2 separate regions of the Hordeum vulgare genome follow, and region 2 is linked to region 1. A link is a contact called in public Hi-C data. All regions are on one chromosome and are shown on one strand. The core of a region is the stretch at or near the end of the contact, and the rest is flanking DNA. Distances in the headings are between cores, read along the strand shown. Region 1 has its middle 13 kb from the start of LOC123396080. Region 2 holds the start of LOC123405842 (adenine/guanine permease AZG1-like).

Region 1 (6,623 bases), core at 1,109-3,608:
CGTCTCACGTCCGAAGCGTTTTTCTCTCTCTCACACTCCTCTCTCGAACAAAAAAATAGTCGAGAAAAGATTATCCTCTCGATTCACTCATGAGTGACCACGCTGGTGAATCGTGCAAGTGGGTGGTTGAGCAATGAGCGACGACGGTGGCCGCGCTGCCACGGTCAGACCCAGATAAGCCGCGCCTGCGCCCCCACCCCGCCTCGCCAAATGGGAGCGTGCCACCACATACTTAGGATGCAGAGTGGCGACGGAGGTGGTCATAATCGATGAGAAGATGCATAATAAGGATGTGGATCAGTTCACCTATCATCAGTAGTACTTGATACATAGATTGTTGTGGTTGTGCACTAGTGTCTTCGATATGGAATTGTTTAATTAAAATGATGCGCGGTCATAGCAGGAATGTTTCAGTTATCAACACAACCTATCCCTCCCTCAATCGCTTAGACCAAACACAAAAATGGCTATCTCTAACCACTAGACATCCCACCTAACCAAACACAAAAAGTCCTATCCCTAGCCAAGTGGTTGGGGATAACCTCAATCGCCCAAACTTATCCCAAAAACTAAACACACCCTTAAGAATTGAATAGAACGTGACACGTGTGTGTCGGACCTCCTAATGGGCATGTGGGGCGCCGGCTAACATGCCAACACGCACCCACTCCCCTCCTAAACACCCCTCATGGGCCGGCCCATAAGTGGGCTGGGACATCCCAGTTTTTTTTATCCCGTATATTTCATTTTTATTGTTTTTCTGTTTTCTTCTTTAACAACTGGGAATATACATTAAGTTCAAAATTTAAAGTAAAAAAAACTGTTTGGGGCAAAATACATGAAATCATAACATGCTCGTGGTTAAAATGAAATTCACGATTTTGAAAAGTATTTCTGTGTTGCTTTTTATGATTGAGATGCGACCGACGGTGACGAGGATGACATTTTTTGTTGCAACTGCCTCGCTTTTTAGCTACTACCGACGACGTGTTTTGTTGCATCCATTCACGAGGCCATGATGCTTCAAACGCGGCGATGAGCACAAAAACAAGATGCTGGTGTGGGGTTGCCTTGAATCCCGGTGACGAGAACTAGCATGGAGCAGGAGGGGAGGGACAGTGCTGCGACCAGAGGGAGGTGTGCAGTAGGAGAGCGCAGCGCGTGCCACGACAAGCTGCGCGAGATGCGGGGAGGAAGGGGGCACGTGTGCAAGATGCGGGGGAGAAGATAAGGGCGTTGCGTGAGGAAGAAGAGAGCATTGGACGAATCATTTTTTTTCTAAATCTGATGGTCTACTCGACTGGATCCGACGGCCCGTGCTTGACCGACCAAATTTTTTTTAAAATTGAAGAACTTTTTCCTACTTCAGTGAACATTTTTCAAATTTGATAAACTTTGTTTTCAAATTTGATGAACTTTTTCAAATCCCATGAATTGTTTAAAAATTGATGAACTTATTTTAAAATTGATGATTTTTTCCTTCAAATTTGTGAACTTTTTTCAAAATAGTGAACATTTTTCAAACTTCATGAACTTTTTGACAATTCAGTGAACCTTTTTGAAATTTGATGAACCTCTTTTGAAAATTCTATGAACTTTTTAGATAAATTGATAAACTTTTAAAAAATGCAATGAACTTTTTCAAATCGATGAACTTTTTTCAGATTCCATGAATTTTTTTTTAAATCGATGAATTTGTTTTTAATTCCTCTGAACTTTTTTTAATTTTGATGCACAATTTTCAAAATTTATGATTTTTTTTCTAATTTGATAAAAGTTTTTAAAAATTCGCTAACTTTTAACAAATTGGTGAACTTTTTGGTATCTTGTGAACTTTCTCAATTCTGTTAACTTTTTTCAAACTCACAAACTTTTCTTAAATTAGATATATTTTTTAAAATTTGTGAAATTTTATTCTCAACTATGGAAATTTCAATATTCATGATTTTTTCCATATTCGTGAGGATTTTTTGAAAGAAAAAAGTTCATGAACTTTTAAAAATATGTGAACTTCCATTCGTTGGAACAACGCGGCTAGAGTGTTCTTATGAATTTCTGAGGTTGTATTGATTACATCTAGCTTCTAGTTCTAGTGGTTAATACAGCATAGGAAGGAAAGAAAGGTCCTGAGTTCGAATCTTTAAAGCAGCAATCTTTTTTAGGATGTTTGCGCTAGCGTTGCCCGTCATGGGCCGGCCCATCAGGGCGATGCAGCGAGCGCCAGTTGACTTAGAGGGCACTGAAGGCGCTAGTTTCTTTGATTTTCAGCTAACCACCGCCTGTAGCAACGCTAGCTTGGCTTGGCCCATTTCGTTCACCCGTCCGTTTAAAGCAGCAATCTTTTTTAGGATGTTTGTGCTAGCGTTGCCCGTCGTGGGCCAGCCCATCAGGGCGATGCAGCGAGCGCCAGTTGACTTAGAGGGCACTGAAGGCGTCCGTTTTTTTGATTTTCAGCTAACCACCGCCTGTAGCAACGTTAGCTTGGCTTGGCCCATTTCGTTCACCCGTCCGTTAAAAAATTGCGCAGAAGTAGGATTCGAACCGAGGTGCTCAGCGCGAAGATTGGTAACCAGCCCACAACGGAGCCTTTATGTGCTTAGATATGTCATTTTGTCCCTTATCATCGTTTCCTTCTTTTCTTCTTTTTCATTTTCCGTTTTTCCTTTTTTCTGTTTTCTGTTTCCGTTTTATTTTCTTTTTAATTTTCTTTCTTCCTGAGTCTTTTAAGTTTTAAATACATCCACAACTTTTTAATTTTCTTCCTTCCTACGTTGTGGGGTGGTTACCAATCTTCTCGCTGAGCACCTCGGTTTGAATCCTACTTCTGCGTAATTTTGGAACGGACGGGCGAACGAAATGGGACGAGCCCAGCTAACGTTGCTGCACGCGCCGGTTAGGTGAAAATCGAAGAAACCGGCGCCTGCAGCGCTAAATAGGAAAACCCCTTATACAGCGCCTACTCCACCAGGTAAGTACAACGACACGCACGTCCTACCCTCGTGGACCAGCCCAACAAGCAAAGATGGCACTACTCGCTCCCCCGCACTCGGTTTTCAGGCTTGACCCCTCCATCATTGACTAGTTGACCACTCACAAGATCGCTGGTTGACTTTTGAAAAAGAAATGAAGCAAAAAAATGAGGAACAAAGATGAATATTTTAAAAGTTCAATTTGTTGAAAAATAATTATTAGTTTACAAAAAAGATGAGAAAAATGTTCATCAAATTAAAGAAATCTCGAATTTGCAAAAAGTCCACACAAAAAATGGTAAAAAAAGTTCACAAATTTCAGAAATTTCGCAAATTTCAGAAAAATTATGAATTACATATAACAATAAAAATAAAAAAGAACAAACAAATAAAAACAGAAGAAAAAAGATCGAGAAAGAGTAGATGCAAAAAAAGGCAAAACCAACTAGAAGCTTCCATAAGATCCTCAAAACCGGGCTCGGAAGCTTCCAAAAATTAGAAGGAGTTTGCTCGCTACATGGTTAAATGGACGGTCCATTCTGATTGAAGGTTGTGTGTGTGCAAATTGAGAAACAAAAAAGTAAACAACGCCATAAGTATTGAATAGGATCTCACACATGTGTGTGGGACCTCCTAATGGCGCATGGGGCGTAGGCCAACATGCCAGCACACACCTACTCGCCTCCCACGCCCTCATGGGCTGGCCCATAAGCGAGGTTGGGCGCCCCTGTTGTTTTATTTCGTATTTTTTATTTTCATTGGTTTTATTTCTTTAAAGCAATTTGGAGTATAAAGAACTTCAACATTTAAAGGGAAAATGTTCCAAGAATCATAACATGTTCGTGGTTAAAATAATTCGAATCATTCGAACCAAAAGCATAAAGTGTTGGTCTTTGTCACCAACCATTTCTCCTAAAACCCTAGGATAGCCAATCTTCGGGCACATATCGTCAGCACCGCTACTCCGCCCGCCCACTACCCCTTCTCTACTTCTCTTAGTGTGGGTTTGTGAGGAGGCCGTGATCTATTGCATAGAGTTGTGGCTTTCACCTAATTAAGGGCTTTAAGGTAGATTTTAGTTGTGTGTGCTCTACCTGGCCATACCTCGGGTCAGGTCTGACAATGCCCACGACAAAAAAACAGGCCCGAGCAGGGCCCGGCCCGACCGTCGGGCCTGGGTTTCAGGCCCAAGTGTTGGATTTATGCCCTAGAGGCAATAATAAATGTATAGTTATTATTATAATTCTTGTATCAAGATAATAGTTTATTATCCATGCTATAATTGTTTTGAATGAAGACTCATTTACATGTGTGGATACATAGACAAAACACCGTCCCTAGCATGCCTCTAGTTGGCTAGCCAGTTGATCGATGATAGTCAGTGTCTTCTGATTATGAACAAGGTGTTGTTGCTTGATAACTGGATCACGTCATTGGGAGAATCACGTGATGGACTAAGACCCAAACTAATAGACGTAGCATGTTGATCGTGTCATTTTGTTGCTACTGTTTTCTGCGTGTCAAGTATTTATTCCTATGACCATGAGATCATATAACTCACTGACACCGGAGGAATGCTTTGTGTGTATCAAACGTCGCAACGTAACTGGGTGACTATAAAGATGCTCTACAGGTATCTCCGAAGGTGTTAGTTGAGTTAGTATGGATCAAGACTGGGATTTGTCACTCTGTATGACGGAGAGGTATCTCGGGGCCCACTCGGTAATACAACATCACACACAAGCCTTGCAAGCAATGTAACTTAGTGTAAGTTGCGGGATCTTGTATTACGGAACGAGTAAAGAGACTTGCCGGTAAACGAGATTGAAATAGGTATGCGGATACTGACGATCGAATCTCGGGCAAGTAACATACCGAAGGACAAAGGGAATGACATACGGGATTATACGAATCCTTGGCACTGAGGTTCAAACGATAAGATCTTCGTAGAATATGTAGGATCCAATATGGGCATCCAGGTCCCGCTATTGGATATTGACCGAGGAGTCTCTCGGGTCATGTCTACATAGTTCTCGAACCCGCAGGGTCTGCACACTTAAGGTTCGACGTTGTTTTATGCGTATTTGAGTTATATGGTTGGTTACCGAATGTTGTTCGGAGTCCCGGATGAGATCACGGACGTCACGAGGGTTTCCGGAATGGTCCGAAAACGAAGATTGATATATAGGATGACCTCATTTGATTACCGGAAGGTTTTCGGAGTTACCGGGAATGTACCGGGAATGACGAATGGGTTCCGGGAGTTCACCGGGGGGGGGGGGGGGCAACCCACCCCGGGGAAGCCCATAGGCTTTGGGGAGACACACCAGCCCTTAGTGGGCTGGTGGGACAGCCCCAAGGGGGCCTATGCGCCAAGAATAAGAAATCAAAGGAAAAGAAAAAAAAAAGAGGGAGGAAGTGGGAAGGGAGGGGGACTCCTCCCACCAAACCAAGTCCAACTCGGTTTGGGGGGGAGTCCTCCCCCCCTTGGCTCGGCCGACTCCTTGGGGGTCCTTGGACCCCAAGGCAAGGTCCCCCCTCCCTTCTCCTATATATATGGAGCAACTAGGGCTGATTTGAGACGACTTTCTCACGGCTGCCCGACCACATACCTCCATAGTTTTTCCTCTAGATCGCGTTTCTGCGGAGCTCGGGCGGAGCCCTGCTGAGACAAGATCATCACCAACCTCCGGAGCGCCGTCACGCTGCCGGTGAACTCTTCTACCTCTCCGTATCTCTTGCTGGATCAAGAAGGCCGAGATCATCGTCGAGATGTACGTGTGCTGAACGCGGAGGTGCCGTCCGTTCGGTACTAGATCGTGGGACTGATCGCGGGATTGTTCGTGGGGCGGATCGAGGGATGTGAGGACGTTCCACTACATCAACCACGTTCTCTAACGCTTCTGTTGTACGATCTACAAGGGTACGTAGATCACTCATCCCCTCTCGTAGATGGACATCACCATGATAGGTCTTCGTGCGCGTAGGAAATTTTTTGTTTCCCATGCGACGTTCCCAAAAGTGGCTCATGAGCTAGGTTCATGCGTAGATGTCTTCTCGAGTAGAACACAAAAGTTTTTGTGGGCGGTGATGTGCGTTTTGCTGCCCTCCTTAGTCTTTTCTTGATTCTGCGGTATTGTTGGATTGAAGCGGCTTGGACCGACATTACTCGTACGCTTAGAGAGACTGGTTTCATCGTTACGAGTAACCCCCTTTGCTCAAAGATGACTGGCAAGTGACGGTTTCTCCAACTTTAGTTGAATCGGATTTGACCGAGGAGGTCCTTGGATGAGGTTAAATAGCAACTCATATATCTCCGTTGTGGTGTTTGCGTAAGTAAGATGTGATCCTACTAGATACCCTTGGTCACCACGTAAAACATGCAACAACAAATTAGAGGACGTCTAACTTGTTTTTGCAGGGTATGATTGTGATGTGATATGGCCAACGATGTGATGTGATATATTGGATGTATGAGATGATCATGTTGTAATAGAAATATCGACTTGCACGTCGATGGTACGGCAACCGGCAGGAGCCATAGGGTTGTCTTTATACTAACATATGTGCTTGCAGATGCGTTTACTATTTTGCTAGGATGTAGCTTTAGTAGTAATAGCATAAGTAGCACGACAACCCCGATGGCAACACGTT
Region 2 (6,623 bases), core at 1,955-4,454, 97 kb before region 1:
AAGCCACCTTCCGTTGGACGTACATGCACTTACCATCCAACAAGTCGAGCAATATTGTTGCCAAGTATGAACACATCGCATTCAGCCGGTCAATTTAAGTAGCTCATGCGGTGCGCATGATACTGACATGATACACATCTAGAGGCACACGCTAGCTGGCTACCTTGTGCTTGTGCATCCCCGGCCGGCATCTCGCCGCCTCGCTCTCACCGGCAAGACCTGCGGACATCGGCGCGACGCGTCCAAGCATGCATGCTTGAAGAATTAGAGGATTCTTACTCGACGGATCAGAGGATTATTCTTCCAAGCAGTGTGAGAGCGACGCGCCCAACTCGCACAACATCTGTACCACACACACATGCTGAGGTATTTGACAGTTCCTTAACATAGCATGGGCACGCATTTTTTTTTAAAGATCCGGCGATGGCCGGTTTGAATTAAAATAGCAGGAAGCACATAGAGAAGAAATACATCAAAGGGTGGGGGGTGATCAATGGATCAAGGATGTAAGAGGAAGAACAGCAAAAAAAAAAGAGGGATGGGGTAGCTAGGAGTCTCTCATGATGGTTCCCCAAAGGGATGCTCTAATTGTACTGCGCCTGCGTCGCGCCACAGCCTAAGGATTATGTTGATTTCCTCCTTTATGTCTTGGGCTTGCCCCTTCTTGTTTCTGAAGGTGCATTCGTTTCTCTCCTTCCATATCTCAGCAAGAATTAGGATGACCATTGTTTTGATCGCCTTGCTGTGCTCTGCCGGTGCATTGCTTATCATTTTGGATATGATAGCTGCTGACTTGCTGTTGCAAGACCAATTGCTTAGGTGGAGAGAGCTGCAACCGACATACGATGCCGCCTGCGACCACACTGATATTGCTATCGGGCATTGCCAGAACAAGTGCACTAACGCTATCGGGCACGCATTTTTCCGACACCGTCCCTTTCGGCATGGAACTTCGTTTCAGAATATATATCGATGGAACTTCGTTTCAGAATATATATGGTTTGCGTGCTTGCAAGATCATTACGGTTAGAAATTCAGCATGGGAATGGGACGGGGCACTGCATTTTCAACAGGGTGACTAGAAAGGCGCATGTTTTATCGACTAACGTTTTTTATAGGTACACTCAAGCCTCAAAGACACCATGTAATAATACTGAAATCATGACTGGCGAATGGCGTTCATAGTTCCTTACTTTTTCTCACCTTAGTCGTATTTCCTTTTAAGGCCGGCGTAACTTTGGTGGTTATCTTGTACTCCCTCTCAAAAGAATTGTAAGAGTATTTAGATCACTACTTTAAAAAAAGGTTATGTTCACTCAAATTGATGAATCATTACTCCAGCAGCTTCTTAGGAGCACTTGAGTAGAGTGAATTATTGTGAGAGAAATCAACCCTTGCCCTAAATCGCAGCATCGTCTATCTCCTGTTCACCTCACCAAACTCAAAAAGGGCTCTCACTTTCTCTTAGCCGAAAGGTCTAACCTGTCCTAATCCAATGCAAAGGTGTGTTACCCGGCCCACTAAATAATGCAAGCAAGATAATTTAAAATATATTATCTCATCGTGACTAGTTTACCACATTGTTCAAACCGAATGCAGAAAGAGTTAAGCTTCCTCCACAATTATTCTCTCCAAAACCCCCCATTTTCTCTAAGCCAAAAGGTGCATCATGTCCTAATCCAATGCAAAGGTGTGTTCCCAACTGAAGAATGCAAGAAGGATATTTTGAGGCAAAGTATATCATCGGGTGACTAGTTTAATTCAAGAACGATACCCGAAATCGTTCAAATCAAAAGCATAAAGAGTTGGTCGTCTTCACCAACCATTTCTCTTAAAACCATAGGAGAGCCAACCTCTGGGCAGACATCATCACCACCTCTTCCCCGCCCGCCCCCTCCCCCTTCTCTAGCGCTGTCATTGTGGGGTTATGAGGAGGCCCCGATCTGTTGGATAGAGTTGTAGCTTTCACTCGATTAAGGGTTTTAAGGTAGGTTTTAGTTGTGTGTCGCTTTGAGCACATGGAGCAAGATGATGCAATACCACATACAACAACAGCTAAAAATGAAGGAAGGTCCAACAATGAAGAAGGCAAGGCCAACAGACCTCTAAAAGTTATCGTCGTCATCTTCGGGGTACCACTTTAAAAACATATTTATTTTTTCTAAAATAGGATATATCCACTCAAATCGATGAATCGATACTTTGGCAACTTCTCCGGGCCACTTGAATTAGAACGGATTATCGAGGATGAAAGCAGCTTTTTTTTAAAGAGAGGATGAAAGCAGCCTTGTCCTATAAACTGTACCGTTTGCTTTCATAACTCACAAAGATGAAAAGCTTGCATGGATATCAATGTCTAGTTTCATGGATCTAAATGTTAAGATAGACGGTCCTTATGTTGCTGAGATTTAGTACTATCTTATACCGGGAGGGTGCTTGGATCCAAGGGAGTAAAACTAGTCTGACTAAAACTAGTCTCTTTAAGAGGCTAAAGTTTCAAGCACCCCTGACTAAAGAGAGGCTAAAACTAGTCTTGATGCTAAAATCTTTTAGTGAGGGATACCCCTACTAAAATATGCATTAGTCCTCTCTCTCCTTATTTAACTCCTCAGACGGGTTCTGGATTGGAGGGTTTGCAGAATAATAAATGCGCATTAACTTGATTTTAGTCTCTTTAGTACAAGTTTTAGAAGGTGCTTGGATACGTTTTAGTCCCATGACTAAAAGTAGTGAGACTAAAACTTGCTAGCCTCACCATGCTTGGATCCAAGTACTAAAAAGACTAAAATCAAGTTAATGAGCATTTATTATCCTCCAAACTGTCCAATCCAGAACTTGCATGAGGAGTTAAATGAGGAGAAAGAGGACTAGTGCACAATTTAGTAGGGGTACCCCTGACTAAAAGATTTTAGCCTCAAGACTAGTTTAGCCTCTCTTTAGTCAGGGGTGCTTGGAACTTTAGCCTCTTAAAGAGACTAGTTTTAGTCAGACTAGTTTTAGTCTCTTGGATCCAAGCACCATCTAGTCTGACTACTTTTAGTTATAAGACTAAAACGTATCAAGCATCCTCACAGTCAACTTAGAATTAGCAAATCTGTAGTAATTTAATGGAGATGGTGCATCACGGGGTAACTAGTACTCCTAGTTTGTTTCATCTAATATATTTTTACCACATCGTTCACACGGAATGACGAAAAACGTGCGCAAAAGATTCCCCAAATACCCAACGAGATTTGGAATCTCCTCCCCTCCCCGGCCGTGTGGACGGACACGTCTACGTCTCACACCCAACCCCGGCGTTTGACTCCGGCGACGGCGGCAGCCCAACCCCCTCCCTCCCTGCCTCAATCCCCATCCATTAAAAAGATCCATCCACACGCACTCCCCCAGCCACACGTCGCCGGCCATGACCAGCCCCATCATCCCGCGAACGGATGACGGCGGCCATGCCGCGACGGCGACGAGGGTGGGCCGCCTCAACGCCGCGGTGGAGCGCTCCTGGGTGGGCCGGCGCTTCCGCCTGGCCGCGCGCGGGACCACCTTCACCACGGAGCTCCGCGCCGGCACCACCACCTTCCTCACCATGGCCTACATCCTCGCCGTCAACGCCTCCATCCTCTCCGACTCCGGCGCCACCTGCACCGTCGACGACTGCACCTCCCCGTCCCCGGCCTGCAAGTTCCCTCCCGTCGACCCCGGCTACGCCGCCTGCCTCTCCCGCGCGCGCCGCGACCTCATCGTCGCCACCGCCGCCTCCTCCGTCATCGGGTCGTTCATCATGGGCGCCTTCGCCAACCTCCCCATCGCGCTCGCCCCCGGCATGGGCACCAACGCCTACTTCGCGTACACCGTCGTCGGCTTCCACGGCTCCGGCACGCTCTCCTACCGCAAGGCGCTCGCCGCCGTCTTCATCGAGGGCCTCGTGTTCCTCCTCATCTCCCTCGTCGGCCTAAGGTCCAAGCTCGCGCAGCTGATCCCCAAGCCCGTGCGGATCGCGTCGTCCGCGGGGATCGGGCTCTTTCTGGCATTCATCGGGCTGCAGAGCAACCAGGGGTTCGGGCTCGTCGGGTTCAGCACGTCCACGCTGGTCACCATCGGCGCGTGCCCCGCGTCGCAGCGCGCGTCCGTGGCGCCGGTCGTCACGTTCCCCAACGGCACCGTGGCGCTGATGCCCGGCGGCACGGTCTCCGGCGGCATACTCTGCCTCTCCGGCCGGATGACCTCCCCGACCTTCTGGCTCGCGGTGGTCGGCCTCCTCATCATCGCCTTCTGCCTCATCAAGAAGGTCAAGGGGGCCATGATCTACGGCATCCTCTTCGTCACGTTCATCTCATGGCCGCGCAACACGGCCGTCACCGCGTTCCCGGACACGCCCGCGGGCGACGAGAGCTTCGCCTACTTCAAGAAGGTGTTCGACGTCCACCGCATCCAGTCCACCGCCGGCGCGCTCGACTTCAGCGGCATCGGGCACGGCTACTTCTGGGAGGCGCTCATCACCTTCCTCTACGTCGACATCCTCGACACCACCGGCGGGCTCTACTCCATGGCGCGCTTCGCGGGCTTCGTGGACGACGCGACGGGGGAGTTCGAGGGGCAGTACTTCGCCTTCATGTCCGACGCCACCGCCATCGTCTTCGGGTCGCTGCTGGGGACGTCCCCAGTCACCGTCTTCATCGAGTCGTCGACGGGGATCCGCGAGGGCGGCCGGACGGGGCTCACGGCGCTGACCGCGTCCTTGTACTTCACGGCGGCGCTGTTCATCACGCCGCTGCTGGCGTCGATCCCGGCGTGGGCGGTCGGGCCGCCGCTGGTGCTGGTGGGCGTGATGATGATGCGCGCCGTGGCGGAGGTGGACTGGGAGGACATGCGGCAGGCGGTGCCGGCCTTCATGACGCTGGCGCTCATGCCGCTCACCTACTCCATCGCCTACGGCCTCATCGCCGGCATCGGCTCCTACATGCTGCTCCACTCCTGGGACTGGGCGTGCCACGCCGCCGCCAGGATGGGTTGTCGTCCTCGTAGGAAGGTGGGTGGCGGCGAGGCCACGCAAGCCGATATCTCAAGTAGCAACAATGGCAGTGCCGGTGCCAGTGGCAATGGGCAACGTGGGAAAGACGTGTCTCACGTGGAAATGTCCTAGCAGTAGCACTTTCTCCTTTTCATTTTCTCCTTGTAGTTATCTTTTGTTTGTGAATTGTTTTCTTAGAAAGAAGGACTAGTCTCAGTGCTAATTAGTGACGCCAAATCTGAAACGGCCAAAGAAACATGCATCTAGTGTGCTGTCTAGTATGTAGAGTGGCAAATTTAGGAAACATGCATTGTGGGATTAGACCCTCTACCCCGCGTCGCCAACCCTAGTCAACCCAGAGGGCGACGGGGCCGCCGGCCTCCGACCCTTCCACCACTCGCCGGTGCCTTCCGTCGTTGCTAGAGGTCCCATCGGGCGAAGCCCGGGAGGTGAAGGCGACGGCGGGGCCTTCTCCCTCGCGCGGTAGTGACGAGCTCCCTTTTGCGGCGGCAGCTTGTGGATCGACAGTGATTCAACGACGAGGAGCGACGGGACCCCGATGACGAGCGCGAGCCAGTAGCGACCGTGGAGACGCGTCCTCCACGCGGTGGAGGCGCCCCTGTTACAGCGGTCGGGAGTTCTCGTGTGGCCTAGATGGGCTTGGGCAGGCCGACGGTTTTGGGTGGCGATTACCGGCAAGCGCGGTTGGCTTGATGGCACCGGCTACTAGGCACTATGGTGGTCCGGCGGCGGGCTGGATCCTCACCATCCAACCCCTGGAAGTGATTGGTGGCGATCTGTGCACATGATGCTTGATGGAGGTTCTTCAAATAGATCAGGTGAAAACCTTTCTCGGCTAGTAGCCAAGGCCGACCTCTATGTGCTGCCTTCGGGAGAAATCTAGATCAGCTGATGGGATGACGGAGGCGCTCTTGTGTTGTTCCTCCCTTGGGATAGACCCGGGCATGGGCAGCCCGACCTGACGATCTGGCCCGAGCCCGGGCCGGGTTGGGCTTGCCATTGGAGCTGGGCCTGGGCATTGTTTTGCACCCCGATAGGTAGTTCGGGTTGGGCTCGGGCTTCTCCTTTGTTGTATTTCGAGTCAGGCTTTCTGGTTTCGGGTTGGGATTTCATGCGCGTACATCAAAAAACAACTTTCTGTCTAGGCTTTCGGGCTTGATTTCGGGCCGGGTTGGGGCTTGAAAACAAAGAGTATTTCGGGCTTCAGGCCAGGCTCAGGCTTGAGAAGGTTTGGCTTTTACAAGCCCGGCCTGAAACCCGATCCGGCCCGACGTTTGCCCAGGTTTACTTGACGACATCATTCTTGGAGGTGTGCATTGGTTTGAGGGAACAGTGGACGGTTTGAGGCGGTGGAGTGGTGTTTCATGTGACGCATCGACGATGTAGAGTCTTGGCGGCGTGGCACGGCTTGGTCTCGACGATGGATGTGTGATGATAGACGCGCGTAGGGAGGTGGCGTTGATTGGCCACCGACTCTGTGTGTGGCCCAGACCTGGCAATCGGCTTGGTTGGGGACGCCAACTTTATATGTTGGGCTTTGGTGTGGGGTCTCGGTATGCGGCTCAAACAATCTGCATCCTTCATCAAGATGATA

The links. A called contact is a pair of places that touch in the nucleus more often than the background predicts.
Region 2: a Hi-C map of leaf shows a contact between it and region 1, with 2.7 times the contacts expected there. The contact joins the promoter of LOC123405842 here to the enhancer-like site in region 1. A contact is called at or near these places in 4 of 6 Hi-C or Micro-C datasets (leaf and seedling).

What each region holds. Positions count from the first base shown.
Region 1 is chr1H:31,514,951-31,521,573 of MorexV3_pseudomolecules_assembly, reverse strand. No RefSeq gene overlaps it. Among protein-coding and RNA genes, the nearest start is that of LOC123396080, 13 kb to the right of the region's middle. Within about 2 kb of position 2,358, at least 3 of the 3 cell types and tissues checked have open chromatin away from gene starts, as enhancers often do. A contact at or near this core is called in leaf and seedling, where this site is marked.
Region 2 is chr1H:31,613,198-31,619,820 of MorexV3_pseudomolecules_assembly, reverse strand. LOC123405842 (adenine/guanine permease AZG1-like) reads left to right here and starts at 3,204. Exons shown (of 1, transcript XM_045099379.1): 1 at 3,204-5,200. The coding sequence starts at 3,407. The coding sequence ends at 5,140.